Linked DNA regions of Mus musculus: all the other regions are linked to region 1. The links are chromatin contacts, called in public HiChIP or PLAC-seq and promoter capture Hi-C maps. All regions are on one chromosome and are shown on one strand. Each heading gives the region's core, a stretch centred on a gene start, on an enhancer-like site or on the middle of the called end of the contact. The rest is flanking DNA. Distances are from core to core; before and after follow the strand shown.

Evidence for each region. Promoter capture Hi-C pulls out the DNA fragments that hold promoters and counts their contacts. HiChIP or PLAC-seq counts read pairs in DNA pulled down with a chosen protein or histone mark.
Region 2: a FOXA1 HiChIP or PLAC-seq map of pancreatic cancer cells shows a contact between it and region 1. The contact joins the promoter of Efna1 here to the promoter of Pmf1 in region 1. A contact is called at or near these places in 2 of 39 promoter capture datasets (both in liver) and 1 of 115 datasets of contacts at active chromatin or transcription factors (pancreatic cancer cells).
Region 3: a contact with region 1 is called in an H3K27ac HiChIP or PLAC-seq map of microglia, with 4 times the contacts expected there. The contact joins the promoter of Muc1 here to the promoter of Pmf1 in region 1. A contact is called at or near these places in 3 of 39 promoter capture datasets (the SN4741 cell line and liver), 1 of 115 datasets of contacts at active chromatin or transcription factors (microglia) and 1 of 9 other capture datasets (liver).
Region 4: a contact with region 1 is called in a promoter capture Hi-C map of liver, with 3 times the contacts expected there. The contact joins the promoter of Pklr here to the promoter of Pmf1 in region 1. A contact is called at or near these places in 2 of 39 promoter capture datasets (both in liver).

The regions. Positions count from the first base shown.
Region 1 is chr3:88,408,821-88,412,062 of GRCm38.p6, reverse strand. Pmf1 (polyamine-modulated factor 1) reads left to right here and starts at 1,666. Exons shown (of 5, transcript NM_025928.4): 1 at 1,666-1,907. The coding sequence starts at 1,756. It overlaps Slc25a44 (solute carrier family 25, member 44), which reads left to right. Exons shown (of 4, transcript NM_178696.5): 4 at 1-1,569.
Region 2 is chr3:89,277,901-89,281,142 of GRCm38.p6, reverse strand. It overlaps Efna1 (ephrin A1), which reads left to right and starts at 1,498. Exons shown (of 5, transcript NM_010107.4): 1 at 1,498-1,692. The coding sequence starts at 1,601.
Region 3 is chr3:89,227,289-89,230,530 of GRCm38.p6, reverse strand. Muc1 (mucin 1, transmembrane) reads right to left here and starts at 1,475. Exons shown (of 7, transcript NM_013605.2): 1 at 1,354-1,475; 2 at 1-620. The coding sequence starts at 1,411.
Region 4 is chr3:89,134,500-89,137,741 of GRCm38.p6, reverse strand. It overlaps Pklr (pyruvate kinase liver and red blood cell), which reads right to left and starts at 1,600. Exons shown (of 11, transcript NM_013631.2): 1 at 1,460-1,600; 2 at 336-518. The coding sequence starts at 1,559.

The DNA.
Region 1 (3,242 bases), core at 417-2,916:
CTTTATCCCCCTTCCCTGTCCCTCAGGCCCGGGAACCGCATGAGCTGCTGGCCTTCATTGGCCCAGGTGACTACAGTAGAGGGGCATAGTTATAAGTGGGTCAGACTTACTAGAGAACACTGTCCTTGGAACTTTGCCCTGAAGCCAGGTTGGGAAAGAGCCACTGGCTTGGATGTGTGTTCCTCACTCTTATCTCCTCAGGCCAGCTGAGCCAAGCCCTGGAGGTACAACGGAGGTTCTGAGCCCGAGGCAGCAGTGCCACAGGCACACCTGCCACCCAGATGAATAGCAACAGGTGTCTCACAGTGGGACTCTGGAATATGAACTATCCTTTTTTTTCTTGTCCTTGGTTGTGAAGTATCATCCCAGTCATGGTACCCTGTGCTGGCAACAGAAAAAAAAAAAAAATACAGTCAGGAAGGCACCCAAGGCCAGGTCCACCTGGTTACCAGCCTCTTACTGCCAAAACCATTGATGCTTTCCTCAGGAGCGTCCCTCTTCCCTGCCTCTACTGAGCCTGTGTTGGTGGCAGAGAGGCACATCCAGGAATGGGAGGGAAGAAAGCAGGCAGATCTTGCTCTTCAGCCTGGGAGATGCTTGGGAAATGCCATGGTGCCAAATTGGAAGGTGCTAACTGAAGCCTTCATGTTTCTCACGGCTGCTCCACATTCTTCCATCCTGACTTGACCCAGTCTCCACACACACACCTCCTACTACTCGCTGTAGTCTGTATTTGTTTCCTTCTGAGCCCTCTACTAATGTCTCAGCATTTTGGTTTGTTTTTTGAGACAGGGTCTCATATATCCCAGGCTGGGTTTGAATTCATTATGTAGCAGAGGGTAGCCTAGAACTCTTCATCTTCCTCCACCTCCTAAGTTCCAGGTTTACAGGACGCCGCCAGGCCCCACTTCCTGCACTTTATTGAGAGAGCCCTTCAATCTTGCCCATAGTCATCTGAAGGGTGAAGCCCACAGATCATTTTAAATCCTTTCGCTCCTCACCTCTACCTTAAGACCTATCAATACAGTGGAGCAAGGGCCCCTCTCAGGCTTTCACTATCAAGACCTTTGTGATTGGACAGCTCTGCTCTTTGGTCTTTCCTAACGGGGCAGAGTGTGGACATAGGTTCCTCCCACCTTTCATACCTTAGGTTACTCCTTCCCGACTTTTCTTGTCCGGTGTTTAAGCCTCTCCCTTTCTTGTCCTATCTCCCTTTCCTTCTTTCCCCTTGTGTTTGAAAGGACCTTGGATATAAAGGTAAAAGGCACCCCCGTGTCGGAACTCCTACTCTCCCAAGGTCAGGGTCTGGGATTGGCCTTGGTGAAGATGAGCCAGTGGGCGGCCATTTTTCCAAAACTGGAGACCAAAACAGCTAGAAATGTTGACCCATTGGTCAACACACAAATTAGAAACTCGGCAAGACAGGAGGGCTGGATAGAGGCACATGGGAAAGAATGCACATTCAGCATTAGCTAGAAATGGACTCGAGGAGATTAGCTGCGAATATTCACTGTTGCACTGTATGAGATCTTTGAAATGTAATTAAAAGTTTTTATTGAGCCCCTAAACTCTGGCTTTTGGGTTTTGTTTTCTGCCCTTCCCCCCCTCCCTCCCCCCGGAGCTGAGAACTAATTCCTCGTCCTCGGCCACTGCCCCGCCCCATCCGGCTCCGTGACGGGCATTCCGCGGCCTCCAATCGGAGGTCCTGTTGGGAGGAGCTGCAGGGCCAGTTTATTTTGGCGGTTCAATTTCAACATGGCTGAGGTGAGCCGAGATAGCGAGGCTGCGGAAAGGGGGCCTGAGGGCTCCTCTCCGGAAGCTGTGCCAGGGGACGCGACCATCCCCAGGGTGAAACTCCTGGACGCCATAGTAGACACTTTCCTCCAGAAGCTAGTCGCCGACAGGAGGTAGGTGGCGACCAATGGGGAGAGGTGGCGGGAGGTCTGTCGCAGGATCGTAAGTCCCGCGAGATACGCTTGGCGCAGTCACGTGGGCGACCCGCCGCGGTGGAGCAGGGCTGCTCCCCTGAAACCTCTCGCCGCGGTTTGCGGAGGAGTAGAGGGAAGGTCGGATTGCAGTTGCTGTCTTCTCCACCGTCCCGCAAGGCAGCAGCCTGGGGCCCGCGGCAGCCTTAGGGCAGCCGACGTCCTTCCCCAGAGGTCATCTGCTTACGTAGACCTAACGCGCCAGGGCGCCAGATGAGCGCAGAGCTCTGCTGGCTGGAGCGCGCGGGAGGTGGCAAGCACTGAGCTTGCAGTCTTTTTTTTTTTTTTTTTTTGAGAAAGGATTTCTCTGTAGCCCTGGCTGTCCTGGAACTCACTCTGTAGACCAAGCTGGTCTCGAACTCAGAAATGAGTGGCTGTCCTTACAGGCTGGTGTGCCAGGCCTCATAACCAGGAATGTCCTGGGCTCAGTGGTAAGAGCACTCGTTGATCTTGCAGATCTTGCAGCGCACCTACATGGTGGTTCACACCCACTTGTAACTCCACTTCCAGGGGATCTGACACTATTCTGGTGGGCATTAAGCATGTACATGGTGCAAATACATACGTGCAGGCAAAATACCTAGACATAAACATGACCGAATCAAATTAACATTTTAAAAAAAGGAATGTTAGCCGGGCAGTGGTGGCGCAAGCCTTTAACCCCAGCACTTGGGAGGGAGAGGCAGGCGGATTTCTGAATTTGAGGCCAGCCTGGTCTACAGAGTGAGTTCCAGGACAGCCAGGGCTACAGAGAAACCTTGTCTCAAAAAAAAAAGACTATAGGCTCAGTGCTCGCCACCTCCCATGCCTTCCCGCTCCAGCCAGCAGAGCTCTAGTGACTTCCACAGTGACTAGAGGAAGACTGGACATGCTGGCTTCAGGTGGACCTCAAATTCTTGCCCTGCTGTCCTTTTCGTTGGCCTGGCTAAGGCCCAACTGCCAGAAGTGCCAATCTTAGGTTTCACAATATAAAGATGCAGTCGCACATGGCCCTGCTATCTGCACTCCCCTGCCTTGTCTCTCCAAAAGCGAAATCTTTTTTTTTTTGGTCCTGGCAGTCTCCTGGACCTTCTGAAACAGTCTTTCTCTTTAGCTGCAGCAAGCAAGGGATTCCTTTTCTGTGTCTTGTGACATTTGAACCTGCCAGAAGAGACTGGGTTGGTGGTATTAGTGGAGCCCAGGGTAAAGGCCAGTTAGTACTATTCAGAGAGAAGCCAGGTCTCCCACCAGGACACAGTGCAGCCAGCAGCTTGTTAC
Region 2 (3,242 bases), core at 249-2,748, 870 kb before region 1:
GCGTCCTGGCCCGATGTAATTACAGGGTCTGCCGCCAAGCCTGGCCGTAAAAAACCGGGATGAAACGGCCTGGAAGCCTCGGAAGCTGGGCCGGACCCTGCAAAGAGCCCCGGGTCCGCGCCTTGCCCTGATGCGCAGCCGCAAAGAAGAGAGACCAGGGACAGAAACCCCCGCCCATCACACCCTGCAACGCACACGGGCTCACCGCCACACACGCAAACTACCAAGCACTCAGCTTTTGACTTTACGGCTCCAAGAATGCACTCGAGCCTAATCAAACACCTGCCCGCCAGCTCCATCTCAGGCGCAGACGCCGCCAACCCCTCTCCAGACAGCTGCTGATTCGAGAGGTGAATTCCTGCAGGGTTGTTTACATGGAGAGGGGGAGGGGTTCTGAGCCTGGTACTGAGAGCCCACCGACTGGAAGACCCAAGTCAGACTCAGTCAAACACAGCCGCCCAAACTACCCCCCACTCCAATCCACCCCCGCTGCACGCCCAAACACGTTTCTCCTCTTCTTCACACACTGTTCACAAACATTAGCATATGTATGTCAGGCGTTTCACACGCTTCCACACACAAGTGTCTTTACACCTACCCGCCATCACACGCATTTACACACGCCATATGTACATGTGTCAGGTCGGTTAGTTTGTCACTCTTCATGACCATATTCCCACATTCCATCTGCAAGCGCGCATTCGCTCAAGACACACGTGAAATGTATAAACAGGTCATTAGCGTACGTTGGCGCTATTGAAAATATTAGGAACATCCCCCCCTACAGCCCCTGAGCCCAACTATGAGTTCTCGCATAAAGTACTGATGGACTGAGTAGCCCTTAGCCCTGGCCGCACACGTTACACGCTCGATCACACACAACGTCGCACTTTATTCCCGGCATCTAAGCGATGACACAATCTCTTGAACAAAGACAACATTGACAAACCCAACAAAAACAAACAGCCGCGTCTGTGTGGGGAGGGGCAGCCAAGCCAGAGTCAAGGCATGGGGGAGTGTTGCTGGGGGGGCGGGGGGAGGAGGGGGTCACGAGAGAGTGTGAGAAGGCGAGTGCGCGGGCCTGGGTGTGAATCTCAGGAAAGGTGTGGTTATATCCCCCCACCTCACACCCTGACAAGATTGGCGCCCCGCGCTGCAAAGCCAAGTCCTGAAGCCACTGGTTCCCAGACCCACACGTATAAGTTCTTCCATTTTTCCAGCTTGCTATGGCTTTCAGTCCCACAAAGCCAACAGAGCCTCACATAGACACCCCCACCCCCACACCCGTAAGTGAGCACACACAGCTATGGGAGGATCTGTGCAGACCCCGGAGCGCTCTCCGTCGCTGAGATATGGGAGTCCTTCCTCCCAGAGTCTTTTTCCCTTCCTCCACCTCCAACGTAGCCATCAAGCCCTGGGGCAGCGCGCGTCGGGCGGGGCGAGGGCGGGGCTGGTGTTGGCGGCGCCAGCCCAAAAGGCGGAGTCGAGCAGCGAAGAGGCCAGATTTGTGATCGTGGTGCCTACTGTACCGTGGAGAAGCCTGTGGGAACCTTACACTGCAGAGCTCTCGTCCTGGCCTGGCTCGGCCCGGCCCCGCGCTATGGAGTTCCTTTGGGCCCCTCTCTTGGGTCTGTGCTGCAGTCTGGCCGCTGCTGACCGCCACATCGTCTTCTGGAACAGTTCAAATCCCAAGTAAGCCCTGAGACTCCCTGGCAGCCTGGGTGCCGGGTTGGCAATGGCCTTTCGCAGGGTAACTGTCCCTGCCAACCCCTGGCCTGCGCCTAGGAGAGGTGGCCAGGGATGGGTTGGACTCTATAGCTCCCCACCTCCGTCTGTATCTCCCCTTACTACCTGGCAACAGCCGACCAGGGCAGAAACCTGCTCATGCCTGCTCGCACAGGCGCTGGCTGTTTCAGCCCTCTCTTTCTGCCCTCTGGCATCTCATCACTCTAAAGTAAGGCTCTCCTGCTGGGCACTCCTGCCTTGAGAATTGGAACGTTGGCCCTGGCCTCCGGGGCTCTCTAAGTCCCCCCATGAAACTTCTGTGCACTCTCATTTTTGTGTGCCACTTGGGCGTTTGTATACTAACAGGCACCTATGGACGTCAAGAGTAAGCACAGCGCTCAGGGAGCCTTGGAAAGAACCTCCGTAGGAATCTAGGTTTTGGGCATTAGATATTCATTCTGTGTTTAAGATGACCCTGAAGAGTGCCTCCAAGGTTGGGGGGGGCATAAATTAGGCACATGCTGTGTATGGGTCGACCGAGGGAGTGGCTGAGGTGGTCACACTAAGGGACTGGTAAGAGGAGTGTCGCTGGGAAGCTTGGGGAGGAGCAGAGTGGGGCTTCACAGGGCTACAAAGGCTGTAACAGGAAGGAGGTAATTTCTCCGGAGCAGGTTTTAGGGCTATGAAGCAAATGGTATTGAGAGGAAGACACTGTCGGGCCCTTTGTTCTTGCCCTTGAGTTTCTTCAAGTTATGAGAAGAGTGTTAGGGCCAAACCTAAGAGGGGGATATGGTGGAACAAGAAGAGGTGAGAAGTCGAGGCCACAGAATGCCACTAAACCCCTCCCTCCCAGATCCAGTGAGCCTGCCTCCCCTTCCCCTGAGAGAGATGCTGGGCCAGTTTCCTCTGGCACTGCCTATTGAGGGTCTGTTGTCTAGGGCATGTCGGAGGGCAAGATAGAGCCAGCTGCCACCCTAAAGGCACTGTCTTCCTGGCCCTGGAGTGCTGCTGCGCCCCACCAGCCCTTGCGCCTGCCCTTGCGCCTGCCCCTTGCCTTCCTGACCTAGTCCTGCCCTAGTAGTGGGAAAGAGCAAAGTCCCTGTTTATGCCCATGCCAGGTGTCGGCTGAAGGAGGAGGAGGGGACGGGAAGTCATGAGTAGGGAGGGGGGAACCCTGGCCTTTTCCGTTCCCAAGCTCCCAGGTTTCCTCTCTTTCAGGAAGGAGCCTCTTCCTTGCCCCCCTCCCTGTCTACTCCACCACTAATAGAGCCCCCTTTTCCAAATGGAGACTTAAGTGTCACAGGCAGGTTAAGTGTAGGAGATAGTACGCTAAGTATAGCTTCAGCCCTGGCCCTCTGGACACACACATAACCCTGTCTTATTTACAGCCACAGGAAAGCCAGTCTAGAGTGGAGGTCATGGGCGGTCTAGCCAGGCCCAGCTTGGGGGAAGAGATGAGGTGGCAATGAACAGGGCGGGTGTAGGGTTGCATAGGTGACTCAGGGTAGTGGGCATTA
Region 3 (3,242 bases), core at 226-2,725, 820 kb before region 1:
TTCTGAAAGGCTAGTGGCTGGGGAAGAGGTGTCATCATGGGCTACTGGAGAGCTGGTGGAGTCCACTGGAGCTGTGGTGGCTGGGGAGGAGGTGCCACTGAGGACTGCAGTACTGGTAGAGTCTTCGGGAGCTCTGGTGGCTGGAGAAGAGGTGCTACTATGGTCTGGAGAGCTGGTGGAGTCCCCTGGAGGGCTGGTGGCTGGGGACGAGGTACCACCGTGGACTACTGGAGAGCTGGTGGAATCCACTGGAGCTGTGGTGGCCGGAGCTGAAGAGGTGCCACTGTGGACTACTGGAGAGCTGTTGGAGTCTTTTGAAAGGCTAGTGGCTGGGGAAGAGGTGTCACCATGGGCTACTGGAGAGCTGGCGGAGTTCACTGGAGCTGTGGTGGCTGGGGAGGAGGTGCCACTGAGGACTGCAGTACTGGTAGAGTCTTCAGGAGCTCTGGTGGCTGGAGAAGAGGTGCTACTCTGGACTGGAGAGCTGGTGGAGTCCCCTGGAGGTCTGGTGGCTGGGTCTGAGTTGCTGCTGTGGACTGGAGTGGTAGTCGATGCTAAGGAACTGCTGGTGTCCTGAGATGAGGTGACACTGTTTTCCTCACTTGGAAGGGCAAGAAAACCTGAACCAGAGTGGAAGATTAGGGGTAAACTGTTTTTATGCTCACAGCAGCGCAGCACTAATCAACAGAGTTGGACACTGGGTCGCTTTGGATAACATGTGTGATGTTTTAGTTCCGGCTAGAGCCAAAGTTGAAGAAAAAAAAAACAAAACAACAACAACAACAAAAAAAAAACCTACTGGGTTGATGAATAAAAATCAGAGCAAGAAGAAAAATATAAACTCTGAAAACAAAGTAACCGGGGAAGGAAGGGGGATCATGTTAGCATCAGGTAGCCCCTGGTTTGCCTTCATCCTGACAGCCTCCCTCCCTAAGCAGAGGTCTCACCTCTGCTTCTGGCTCATTTATTCCTCTACTTGAGACAAGTATTCATACTGTAGCCTAAGCTGGCCTTGAACTCTCTGTGAACCTGAGCGTCCAGGGTGTGGGAACTATAGACTGGAACCACTGCACACGGCCCCATTCTTCCACTCCGGAGCTACTTCTCCTGACACAGCCTCTCTTCTCTACTCCCCACAAAGAGTATTATTTGCCTACTATAGTGCCCACTCTCCTGAGGGGTCACCTCTTCTCAGCCTCCTTCCTTAGCCTCTTTTCCCCCCTGGCACATACTGGGCCATACCTGTATGGATGGCCATTTATGACTCTCATAATCTACCAGTAAGCAAACTCCACAGAAAGACTGGGAGTCCCACCTGAACAGCGCAGCCCCTCCCCACCTTGCGCCTCTCACCTTTTAGACTTGCTAGAAGTAGCAGCAGGAAGAAAGGAGCCCGAATGCCCGGGGTCATGGTGGTGGTGAACAGGCGGGAAGGGGCTAGAAAACAAACTCAAGGCTGGCGCTCCGTGTGTGAGGTGGAACAGGGCTGGTGCCTGCTGCTTTATACCAGTCCCCCTCCCGCCCTAGGCACAGTCAGAGCAGGTGACAGGTAACAAAACTCCGCCCCCTCCCCTATTCTTTTCCTCCTCCTCCCCCCCAGTCATTCCTGTGTAGGGTACTTGGGCTCCAATCACTCAACCTTATGACAACCTGTTTTTTCTCCATCTGGCCTCCCACTTTTACCAACCGCTCCTTGACTACCCCAGGTGTGTATGTGGAGGAAACCTGGGGCCCCCTGGCTCTGGTTTTAGTCCCAGAGTGACCGCCAAGAAGAGGAAAGGAAACACAGAAAGGCCCTGGACAGCAAGACATGGGAAGTCCATCCCTAGGTCCCCCGATCCCTTTTCCTATTCTCTCTGCGGGTCCTTGAACACCACTTCTCACAAGTTGAGAGGACATAAGGGGGCTGGATAATAGTGGACAGGTCGCTAGTTTTAGTCTCCCTCCCCGAACCCCCCCCCCCCCCGCCACTTCCCGGAACAGCCCCGCCCTTCTAGCCGTTCCCGGTACTCTGAAAACCACAATCCCCGCCCCTGCCAGACTTTCCAGTAGCCTGGGTCTCTCTTTGGCTTTCTCCCGAGAAAGGCGGTGGGGGAAATTTCCACTTAAAAAGGACTAAACTTGGGCTCCACTGAAGCCTAAGGTCCTTCCTACCCAACCCTCCACCTTGAGTGGCAGGTTGACCGGCCCTTCTATCCGGAAACGCCTGCCCTCTAGTGGTCACCGCGAGCGTCGCGCGGCGTACTCGCACCAGCCGATAGTTTGGCAGCACAGCCCAAGTTGAGACAGATTAACTTAAGGAAGTTAATTGTGCCTTGGCGAAAAGAATCAATGCCTCGGACAGATAGGAAAGAATGCACACTGTAGGGGAGAAGCAAGGGTCATTAATTGGGCTACTAGACTTCTGGGGATGGTGTTTGCGGGTAGGGTAAAAGTGGTTGGAGCCCCAAGGTATCTGGAAGGGGGGGCATCAAGTTGTGTGATGACATTGAATGGTGGGGGGTGGGGTGTAGGACGGGTTATGTCTAGGTAGCTAGATATTGAGGAGGAAGAGATTAAGTAGGTGGGCCGATCGTGGAACATGAGAACGTTGAGATGTATCTGGGAAAGGAATATTTGGGGCGAACAAGCACTCGAAACAAGGCAAACCCGTGTGTTTGTGTGTGTGTTTAGGGAGAAACGAAAGGTGTTCTGAAGGGCAGAAACAGTTGAATTTGGGGAGGGCTTTGGGTTCACAGTAGCGCGGACTGAGGATGCCAGGCCGGATCCCGCAAGCGGAGGTTGCGGAGTAAACCAGCAGGAGCAGTTACAACTGTAGTAGGCAAACAGTTCTTAGTCCCAACGAATACAAGACGGAAACTAATACTTTAAAAACATTTCGGAGGTGCAGGAACGGAGGCGTGGGTCCCACGCTCCCGCCGTGTGTCCCGCCTCTGAGAGGCTTTGTCAGGCCTGCTCCGGGCGGAGTGGAGCCGCCCTACGTCAGTTCGCCCACAAGTATTTAGGTGGGCGGCACCAAACCCCAACTCCCAGGATTGCCAGGCAACAGCCATTCAATTCGGTTGCTGGGACACCCGTCACCATGGCGATGGCTCTGCGCCTCTCAGTCTGAGTATTTAAAGAGCAAGCGCGCGCACTGCTTTAGCGTTGGAAAGTGGCCTTCGGGGCACCAGAGGCTCCCCTCCTCTCCTCACCCTTTCCCTTTCGCCACCTTTCACTCTTCGGGTGTTCAGGCTCTGGCG
Region 4 (3,242 bases), core at 351-2,850, 730 kb before region 1:
TACCCGAGACCCTGTCTTAAAGACCCAGCCTCAAGTGGAGCAAGGTGGCACATACCTTTAACCCGGCCCAGCTCTCAGGAGGCAAAGGTAGGTGGATTTCTGAGTTTGAGACCTGCCTGCCCAACAGCCAGAGCTACAACATAAGAAGATTCTGTCTCAGAAAAAAAAAAGAAAAAGAAAAAGAAGCAAATACAACAACACCCGCAACAACAACAACACCTGCAAATCTCACAAATATTTGTTGAATGAATGACCATGGCAAAGATAGCACAGTAAGGAGACACCAGAGTCATGCAGGCGGCCCAGTGTGGCGGCCCAGGGTTGGGTGGTCTTACCGATGGTGGCAATGATGCTGGTGCTCCTAGCGGCCACAGGCTCTGAGTCGATATCCAGAAGGCAGAGGTGTTCCAGGAAGGTGTCCGCCATAGCTGCGGGCAGTTGCTGCTGCTGGAAGAAGGCAGTGCCCAGCTCCTGGGTCAGCTGGGCCACACTGGCACGTCTCAGGTATCCTGCTGGCCCTGCGGTAGATGGGGACTCAGGATCCTGCACAGACAATCGCCTATCCCCCATGTGCTTCCTGCCAGTGCACCCTGTGTCTATTCAGCCCTCCGGTCTGTGTGAGGAGGCCTTCCTTCAATCTGAGTGTCACACATTACTTTGTTTAGTCTCCAGGGTTCTATGGAGCAGGCTGTTAGATGTGCTCTTTCCCAACTTTACAAGGAAGGAAAAAGACGGAGAGAGAAAATGCACTGTCTAAGAAAAGGGCATCTTCCAAGGAAGATGATTCAAATCTAGGTCTAGCTCAAAGCTGAGTCCTTACGGACCCAGTTACCGAGACCCTCCCCCACCCCGCCCCCCAGCAGACCACTCAGCCTCAGCACCCCCAGAAGCCTCCCTCAAGTCTCAAGGCATCTCATTCTCTAGGCCTGGAATCTCTCTGTTACTTTTCCTTGTTTACTTCCTTCTAGCTCCAGGCAACTCTCTGGCTTCCCCACTTCCCTCCCCTCCAAGTTCCCTCCATCTATACAGTGCGGCTCTATCCCCTGCCTGCCCCCTTGTGGGGGAAACCCCCGTAGCTTGACCCAGCCCGGCTCAGTAGAGCACCTTCCATACTGCTGCGTACCTGCTGTGTCTGTGGGTCTGCTTTATACTCTGCCTTTGTCAGTGGGATGGGGCCTGGCACAGACGAGATCAGTCCTGGTTAAAGTATAACCAGCTAGCATCTCTCTTGCCAATGGAAGCCTTGTACACTGGGGGCCAGAGTCCAGGAACCACGGGAGTGCCCCGTGGCGTCCATGCTGCCGGATCCCCTTTGGCCTGTCTGCAGAGCCTGGATCAAAGGCTCAAATCAAATTTAACAGAGGCTGTAGTGGGCATCCTTCCCCCAAGGCCTCCACCCCCAACACTGATTCTACCCTAATTCTCCTCTCTGTTCAGTGGCTTCCCTTCCTCTTCTTACCTCCTGGAGCCCCACTTAAAGCAGACTTTGCTAAGTCTTTTTGGGACTTAAAGATCCAGGGCCAGAGCTGCTGGGGTAGCTCGTTCTCTTGGACAGACATGCTTCCAAAGTGTGGGACTGGGGCTGCAAGAACCACAGACTGGGAGGAGAGTGTACCCTAACTGCTGGTCTTATCTGCAGGAGCCAGAGAATAGAAAAGAGGCACACCCAGTAGGCAGCCCCATCCCCACACAGAGTCCCTTCTGGAGGGCTGTCGGTTGTCAGTCCCCACATCTTCCCTTCCCCTAGGTCATCCGTTTTTCCTGGTCAATTTTTAGTCCATTCATACTGTCAGTCCATCAGCTTCAATAGAGACTAGTTCATCGCCAGTGATACAATCCTTTTCTCTTTGTATTTTATTGACAAGAATCTTAGGTATATTCTCAGAGCAAGAGCTTGAATGTGGGGACTAGATTGTGGAAAAGAGGGAGGAACTTTTTTTTCTCTTCTCTTCTCTTCTCTTCTCTTCTCTTCTCTTCTCTTCTCTTCTCTTCTCTTCTCTTCTCTTCTCTTCTCTTCTCTTCCCTTCCCTTCCCTTCCCTTCCCTTCCCTTCCCTTCCCTTCCCTTCCCTTCCCTTCCCTTCCCTTCCCTTTCCTTTCCTTTCCTTTTCTCTTCTAGACAGGGTTTCTCTGTGTAGACCAGGCTGGCCTCGAACGCAGAAATCTGCTTGCCTCTGCCTCCCAAGTGCTGGGATTAAAGGCGTGCGCCACCACCACCTGGCAGAGGGGAACCCTTTGATAGACGTTAGAGGGTATCTCAGTTTCTCGCATCTGTTCCTCTGTGAATCCAAAGATGAAACTATAAACAGTTCTAGGCACTAATTGATAAACTTGTTTAGATTGATGTTGACGAACCATATTAGTAAACACAGGAAGCCTGAGCACAGGGGAGTTCTTCAGCCATCGTGGGGACATCGCACCCAACTCACTTTTTACCAAGGCACCAGGGAGAGTGACCTTGCCTTGCTGACCACCATGAGCATAAGCTGCAGTCCTGCTGTCAAAATTCCCTATAACTACCCCAACCAACAGACGGGCCACCTGGCACTTACTTTTTTTCCATATCCCAGATGACCCTAGACTGGGGATTCTCTTGACCCCATTCTTGGGTGACTTTACAAGTTCAGCAAAGTTGCTAGAACAGTGGGATTCTCTAGGAAGGCTTCCATGACACTATGACAATGACAATGGCCAGTGACAACCCTGGAGGATACAGTGGGAGTCAAGCAGATAGAAAGATGGAACCTTCGCCCTCCATGGGTTTTAATATAGTGTGTGTGGGGAAATGACAGACTACTAGCAAATAAATAAATACTTTAAACTGGGTAAGGGGTGTCAGGCATGGATCATAGGACTGGGCAGGGTGGCCGGGTGGGACAGTGGTGTATCTTAGGCACCTCTTAAATAAGATGAGGCTTTCTTTAATGTGATTATGCTTAAGCTATTAAGGATGAGAAGGCACCAGCAGGGGCTGCAGGGGCAGCAGGGGCAGCAGGGGCAGCAGAGGAAAGAGTTTCCTGTAGGTTGCATATGTCCCATAACTCTGAGGAACAAAAGCTTTTTGTGTAAGAGAAACTGGTTAGGGGGACGTGGCCATGGTAAACCTGGGCGCCTGAGCAAAGAGCCACTGGTATGGCTGCCAGGGACATAATATAATTCAAGTTAGGTCTTAGGTAGCTCTAGCTGACCGATGTAAACAGTCATGGATTCAGAAGACAGAGGTGAGTCTTGGGAGTTGATCAGG